2 separate regions of the Rattus norvegicus genome follow, and region 1 is linked to region 2. The links are chromatin contacts, called in public Hi-C maps. All regions are on one chromosome and are shown on one strand. Each heading gives the region's core, a stretch centred on a gene start, on an enhancer-like site or on the middle of the called end of the contact. The rest is flanking DNA. Distances are from core to core; before and after follow the strand shown. Region 1 holds the start of Aopep (aminopeptidase O). Region 2 overlaps Aopep (aminopeptidase O).

What was found. A called contact is a pair of places that touch in the nucleus more often than the background predicts.
Region 1: a Hi-C map of Schwann cells shows a contact between it and region 2, with 1.7 times the contacts expected there. The contact joins the promoter of Aopep here to the enhancer-like site in region 2. A contact is called at or near these places in 3 of 12 Hi-C or Micro-C datasets (the Rat2 cell line, Schwann cells and hepatocytes).

Annotation. Positions count from the first base shown.
Region 1 is chr17:2,131,550-2,135,324 of GRCr8, reverse strand. It overlaps Aopep (aminopeptidase O), which reads left to right and starts at 2,346. Exons shown (of 17, transcript NM_001012346.2): 1 at 2,346-2,448. It overlaps LOC102551048 (a long non-coding RNA gene), which reads right to left and starts at 2,256. Exons shown (of 3, transcript XR_360672.5): 1 at 2,190-2,256; 2 at 1,354-1,632; 3 at 1-251.
Region 2 is chr17:2,049,733-2,053,479 of GRCr8, reverse strand. All of the region lies in intron 3 of Aopep (aminopeptidase O), which reads left to right. Among named protein-coding and RNA genes, the nearest start is that of Aopep, 81 kb to the left of the region's middle. Within about 2 kb of position 2,254, at least 22 of the 93 cell types and tissues checked have an H3K27ac peak or open chromatin away from gene starts, as enhancers often do. A contact at or near this core is called in Schwann cells, where this site is marked.

The sequences.
Region 1 (3,775 bases), core at 1,097-3,596, 82 kb before region 2:
AATTTTGAAATGATGAAATAATGTATTACATTCTCTGGCTAATCAGATGAGGAAAATGAAAGCTTAGTTTCTTGGGTTATTCAGGTAGTCGAAGTTTGCAATGGTTTGTGTTTTCTTTTAGTGACTGGCGATTTAGTGTCCCTCAAACCCAGAGGTTCTGGAGTATGTACATGAAGACTTGGTACATGTTATTGTTTCACCGACTGTAACACAGGCTCTCTTCACTTCCTGAGGGTTCTTCGAAGGTCAGCCTAGGACATTGGAAAAGGCAGAACGAAGGCAGACTTTTAACAAGGTTATGCAATCTTTTCCTAGCCCCCGCTGAGAGCATGTGGTTCTGCTATGAGCTGAACCTAAAACTTTAAAAATTTAAAAAATCCTCCTACGAAGGAAAGAGATTGGGTGCTGAGGGGACAGTCAGTAGTCCCCACCATCCACTCCTTTATTAGATTTTGCCCAGCTGAGACACATACAAAGTTCTTTTGATTTTTCAGTCTTTTCCACATGATCTCAGTGGGCACTGGGAAAAGATTTCACGGCCTGATTGGAGAGAGGGTAGCCTGCAGTTTCAGCTGGTCAGGAAAAACAAAGTTTAGCAAAGTATAAGTTAGCCACTGATGTGTAAGATTCTGGAGATTTGGGAGGCTGGGGAGATGACTCAGAGTTCCTAGCACCCTCATCTGGCAGTCCATGTCGGCCTGTAACTCCATCTCTGAGGGATAAGTGTCTCTGTTTCCATGGATACTTGCACTCATGGGCACGTACCCCCATATGTGTGTGTGTGTGTGTATATACATATATGTATATATAAATATACATACATATTTAAAGGAAAACAATTTTAAAATCTTTTTTAAAACTTCAGAGAGTTTGTGTGGACAGATATTTTTATAACCATTTCTTTTTAAGATTGGTAGGGGATTACACACAGAGTGAACTAAAGCATAGTAAAGAGAGCCCCCTCTCCTCAGCCTCTTCAAATGCTTCCTCACTTAGATCTGCAAGCTTGCTGAAGGCTTGGGGGTGGTAACATAAGGGGACCAAGAGTTAAGGGAGAAGTGTGTGTGTGTGTGTGTGTGTGTGTGTGTGTGTGTGTGTGTGTGTGTGCGCGCGCGCGCGCCCGTGTGTTCTCACTGTAGAATCCAGGCATATCTTCTAGCAGTAACTTTTGGTAACTTTTTTTTGTCCAGACTTTCAACTAATCCTCCCCACCTGTCACATCAATTTCCAAATTACGTCTTATATGCATCCATTTCTCGCCATCACATCTCACCAAACCCTTCTTTCTGTGTGCTTCATGCCCAGCACACATAGCAGCCTGCTGTTTCTCAAAAACTAGTTCCTGTCACTCACTCTTCTCTGACGTCGGGATCAATGCTTCTTGCTTATTGTGGCCCAGAAACGTGCTGCAGAATCGGGTCCCTGGGCCTTATTGGTCTCACCCTGTGTTCTTCCAATCCTACTTCAAGGGTGCCACAAGCTGCGTGTGCTAGATGCTTCTGATCCTTCTGATTGCTTTTCTCTCAGGTCTTTACAGCCTTCCACTCTCTTCACAGTTAAGTGAGACCTTCTATAGGCTCCGACTGCCTTGTGTTTCACGGAGACTTACTTCCAGCTCCCACATTCGTGTACCTATACATACAGCCAGGTACAAACAATTACACACTACCACACATACTAAAAGAATTTTTTAAAAAGAGAATTATCTGTTGAATTATTCAGAACTAGTTTTCTCAACCAGATAGTCTCCACAAAGGCAGGCACAACTGGCCCACTTCTGTAGTCGCAGATACTGTAACTGTCTGGCACATAGATCTTTTTTTTTTTTTTTTCCCTTCCTTTTTTTCCGGAGCTGGGGACCGAACCCAGGGCTTTGCGCTTGCTAGGCAAGCGCTCTACCACTGAGCTAAATCCCCAACCCTAGTAAGACCTTTTTAAGGCACTATGCTGGGATGGATACGTAAAGTCCAATCACATGCTTCAGAAATGTGAACTTAAGGAAAACAGCACACTCCTTTCACCACAGCACTCAGGAAGCAGAGGCAGCATAATCTCTGAGTTCGAGACCAGCCTGGTCTACATAGTAGGTTCCAGACCACCCAGAACTACAAAGAGAGACACCCCCCCCCCCATGTCTCAAAAGCGAAAAGCACACGCTCGTATTTCAGTGTGGGGTGCGTGTAACCTACCCATCTAGAGTCCTGATACTAATGCCACTAGCGGCTCTGCGCCTGCGCAGTATGGCCGAGGAACCAGGCCTACGGGGGAGGGGGGCGGCCGACCCTGGCGCGTGTTGATGACGCAATTGGTGTTTGCCTGGTAGCCCGTGGTAACCCGGAGTCTGCGGAAGTGTAGCTGCAGCACGGTGGCCGACAGGTAACCCGCAGCTCGGCTGTCAACCAGCCACTCCGGGTTATGGGGATCGGCGACCTCTGATGAGGTGAGCAGGTAGGATCCGATCTGACATGCCCTGGCGTGAACCCGCGGGATCCTTTTCACCTCTTGTGGCGTGAACCCGCGGGATCCTGTCCTACCTGCCTGGGGTGAGCCCTTGGGATGCTGTCAAGTAAACTGTAAATACGACCTTAGCGCTCTGTGCTTTTCTAGCAGCGGCGACAGTTGCCTGCAAAGGTGACGCTCAGGGTAGACGGAAACCACACCAGCCAGCGGTGCTTAGAGCTGTTTTCAAAGGTGACAACTGGTCTCGTGTTGATGCTGAATTCAATTCTGATCCCTCGTGCTTTTGTTTCCACGTGCAACTAGCGCGTTCAATTTAGAAGTGTGTTGTGCTCCGTGGGATTTTTTTTCTTTTTTCTTTTCTTTTCTTTTTTTTTCGGAGCTGGGGACCGAACCCAGGGCCTTGCGCTTGCTAGGCAAGCGCTCTACCACTGAGCTAAATCCCCAACCCCGCTCCGTGGGATTTTTGAGAAGGCTGCCAGTGATTTCCTAGTTGGTACAGAATAGGTTGTCCACTATTGGGAGCTACAGAGAATAATATTGTTTATTGTCGACGATCTTTTAGATTCCAGGGACTGTGCCCAGCACTTATAGCTCATTGTCTCCTTAGTTCGTGCAATATTGTTGCGAGTTGTGAATTATTATGTTTGCTTTACAGAGAAAATAACTGAGGCTCAGTTCCATGAAGTACTGGGTAAAAATTACCCGTGACCAAAAGCAAAGGGCACGATTTAAATTCAAGGTTATGTGTGACTTCAAGGTCGGCTCTTTCTCTTTTCTTTCTTCCTTTCTTTCTTTCTTTCTTTCTTTCTTTCTTTCTTCCTTTCTTTCTTTCTTTCACCTTCTCCTTTTTAAGAATAGCTATCATTAGTGGTCAATTTCCAGGCTTTTTACACTAGTCATATGTGATTCCATAAGTTTATTCACCCCATATGAATTGTGTCTCTGTGTGTGTGTATTTGTGGAGGTGAATGTGGGAGTGCGTGCATGTATATACAGACATGCAAGTGTGTAATATGTGTGCATATGTGGAGACAAGGAATAACAACTGTGGTTTCTTTTTTTTTTTTTTTTTTTTTTCGGAGCTGGGGACCGAACCCAGGGCCTTGCGCTTCCTAGGTAAGCGCTCTACCACTGAGCTAAATCCCCAGCCCCACAACTATGGTTTCTTAGATGCTGGCCACTGGTTGTTTTGTTTTGTTTTGTTTGTTTGTTTGTTTGTTTGTTTGTTTGAGACCGGTTCTTTCACTGGCCTGGACCTTGCCATGTAGATTGGGCCAGCCAGCAACCCCTGGAAGTACCTGCCTTTACCTCACCA
Region 2 (3,747 bases), core at 1,005-3,504:
AATTTTGTTTTAGATTAGACATTCATGAATGATTGCATGCAAGGCATTAATGTTTGTCTTCTGACCAACCATCTGGAGAGGTGGTGTTCAGCCCACTGATGTCCTTTGTGTTTCAGGGGAGCTACCCATCTACATTATAGTCATGTACATCCAGGGAGATCTGGTAGACTACACGCCAGTCTTCCTTTAGGGAAGCCATGAACCCATGGGATGCTTGCAATCTACATAGCACCTCTCACTTCAGCAGGTGGCGCTCTTTTACCTTTGAAGGTTATTCTCTCCCGATCTCCTGTGTCCAGGGCTATACTTCCTGCAAAGAGAGAGACCTGAGACCTTGTAGGGTGTCCTTGGCCTGTGAAGCCATTGTCTGGCCTGGTTAGGGAAGACTGGTGGGCACTGGCCCACCTGATGCCAGTTTCAGCCTTCAAACAACAGTGAGGAAGACAGATGTGGACAAGGCAGTGTCATAGGTGCCAATAGCTCGTAAAGTAGGTCATGTAAACACAACATCTCAGTAGGAACAGAAAGGATGCTGGGGTTTGCTGAAGCACCTGGGGATGGAGAAGGATACCATGAGGGGAAGAACAATGAAATGGGGAGCCTGCATCCCTTCCAGTGTGTACATTGTGCTTACGTGTTTCTGTGATATTCATATTTATATACTGTAGTTACACACTCATAAATACATGCATTCCTATATAGCTTGCATTGGTAATGGTGTTCCCAAAGCATTGCTGCCATATGGAATAGTTTGGGCAGGAAGTTCTGAAGAAGGGATTGTGGCTAGAGAAATAGTTTTAAGGTAGGAAATACATTAGATCTGGAGAGAGAAACATGATATGTCACATGAGAGCACACTAATTAGACATCACTGAGGGCTTCATTCTGTTTGTCTACCCTGCAGCAGAAAGCGTCCAAGGTTACATGAGTGCTTCCAGTAGGAAGACTTTGCATGTCTTTCTAAATTTTCAGAGAAAACAACAATTTCTTTTTTAAATCTCATGTATCTGGCTGACCTTAAACTGTTTTTTGTTTATTAATTTTTATTCTTGTTGTTATTTTTTAATTGAGACAAGATCTCACGTTGATCAAGCTAGCCTCAAGCTTGCTATGCAGCCAATCATGATCTTGAATTTGTGTCCTGCCATTGCCTTTCAGGCGCTGTTTAAGTGGTGCTGGGGATTTAACCAATTTAGTTTTCCTATATGCAAGGCAAGAACTCCGCCAACTTAACAACAACATTTTGCCACTAACTCTTTAAATATCAGGCATTCTTGCCTGTGCAGAAGTAGGGTTGCCTGTGGTGGTAGCTGCCTTTGGAGTTTCAGTGATGTGCCAGGTATGCAGGACTTGACTACCCATATACCACATTAGCTTATTATTGCTAATTTGTACAACCAAAATGTGACTTCAGGACTTTGATTTTTCTAATTTTTTCATTTTATAAAAATGCCTGTCTCAAAATAGTGACGTTTTCACAAGTGTAAGATACAGAGTCACACTCACATCCCCTACTCCCCTGCTCTTACCCACCAAGCCGAGGCTGACTTTGCCTCTCCTCACTGGTACTTTACTCTGTCCTTATGAGGAGAGTGCCCAGATCTGGTCTGTGACAGTTTTCAGAGCAGTGAATGAAACAGTGACTGGAGTGATGGTGTTAGTTAGCATGCCTAGGTCATGGTGTACTTACTTTCAGAAGTAAATTCTTACTGTGACGTATTTAGTGTGATGGGCATTAAACCCAGAGCTCTGTGCAGTTACATGAGTACTCATAGCTGAGATGCATCTGAAGCCAAAACCAACCTTTTAGATCATCTCTTTTGATTTGAAAATCAACCCCTTTCACGTCCTGTTATTCTTTCAAAATCCAGTTGTCTCTAAGGAAATTTTCAGTCCTGTTTTGAAGATGATAATGTTTATTTAGGTCTTATTTTAGCTGCTGTCATGCTTGTAAGACAGATGTCTCATGGCACAGCAGCCTTGTGAGATTATTGAAATAAGCCTCCAATATGTTCTAACTTAAGAAATGGTACAGGGTTAAACAGTGTAAAGAGTTCTGGTCTCTGTTTGAGGAGGGCTCATAAACCCACAGTTATAGAAGCTGTATAAACGGGAGGGTGAACCAGAGAAAGGGAGCACCATTAATGTCGGGCATCTCCACAGCCCCCATTTCTGCTGCCTTGTTAATGAGTCCAGGCCTGGCTATGAAGTCATCCAGGAGAATGACAGGCTTCTGGCTTCTACAGAGGAAAAACTTTGGGCTAATGTAAGTACAGTGTGTTTTCTTTGTTTTGCAGCTGGTCCTGTGAGGGGGTTGGGTACAAGCGAATCGAATAAAAAGGAAAATGAAGGCATTCACTGTCTATTTCGTGGAGGGCAGCTCACTGAAAGTAAACAGCATTTAAATAGTCTCCAAATGGCCCATTCTATATGAAGTCATGCAGGATGCCCCCTTTGGGCTGTCACTCTCCTTTAAATGGACCACTTTGTGTGCACTGCGTTTGAATGCCGTTCAACCTTAAACCCCAAACATGGGCCTCATCAGGTCATGGTTTCAGGGCACATGTGGCAGCCATACCTTCAAACATCCTGCTTCTGCCTCCAGAAAAGTCATCCTGAGTGGCCGGCCAGGGGAGGCAGCTGCAGAGCAGAGTGGCTCAGATGATGACAGCCCAGTGACAATGACAGGGACAAATGCTGTGGTAGCACTGTGCCTCATGACTTCTACTGCTTACCCACTTTATTCCTCACATGGTTCTGTGAGGCAGGCATGATGATTGTCCCTCTAGTACATGTGAGGTATCCAGAGATACTAACATACTCTAGCTAGCAGGTACTGAGCAGGAACTGGACCCTAAGTGTCCAGAGCCAGCACTGACTCGTGGTTTACTGCAAAGAAATAAACCCTGGGTGGCTGGGGAGATGGCTCAGCGGTTAAGAGCACTAAGTGCTCTTGCAGAGGTTCTGAGTTCAATCCCCGGCAACCACGTGGTGGCTCAAAACTGTCTGTAATGGTGTCCTCTTCTGCTGGTGTGTCTGAAGACAGCAACAGTGTACTCACATACATAAAATAAATAAATAAACAAAACAGAAAGCAAGAAACCCTCACCAATTCTGTCTACAAGGAAGGCTGCGTGCAAATGGCAGGCTCTCCGAATATACGCCCTGCCTGCTGCCCACGCAGCACTGCCCTGGGTGTAGGTAGATTCTGCAAGGCTCACAGTGCACTGCCCAAGAACAACACAGAAGAGCTTTTGATTCCTGGAGAGAATTCTGGAAATGCCCTCATGGTCCAAATTAAAAGACCTTTCCAGGACACAGGAAGTTCCCCCACAGCCCAAGGCTGGCTCGAACAAGATGCAGACAGAGGTTCTTGAGAAGCTGCTTTCTAAGAGTTCTATGAATCATCCAAGGCCTTTGGAGCTAGATCCCTGAGGGCCAAGCAGTCTGTGTGCCCTGTGATGCTCCCTTGGGCGACCAAACGTTTTGTTTTAAAAGCCTGAGGTGTGAAAGAGTCTCTCCCAAGCAAGCTCTCCAAAAGAGAAAATGCAGAGCCTTCATGGCTGTGCAACAGGAAACTGTCTGCCGTTCTTGAGACACAAATGCAAGTGCAGACGTCCAGACAGACGCTCAGATTCTGATGTCTTCGTGGCACTTGTTGTCGTGTGGGACAATGTTCACTATGCTCCTATTGTCCCCAAAGTAATAAAATAAAAAATTAATGTGATTTTCAATACATTAAAAAAC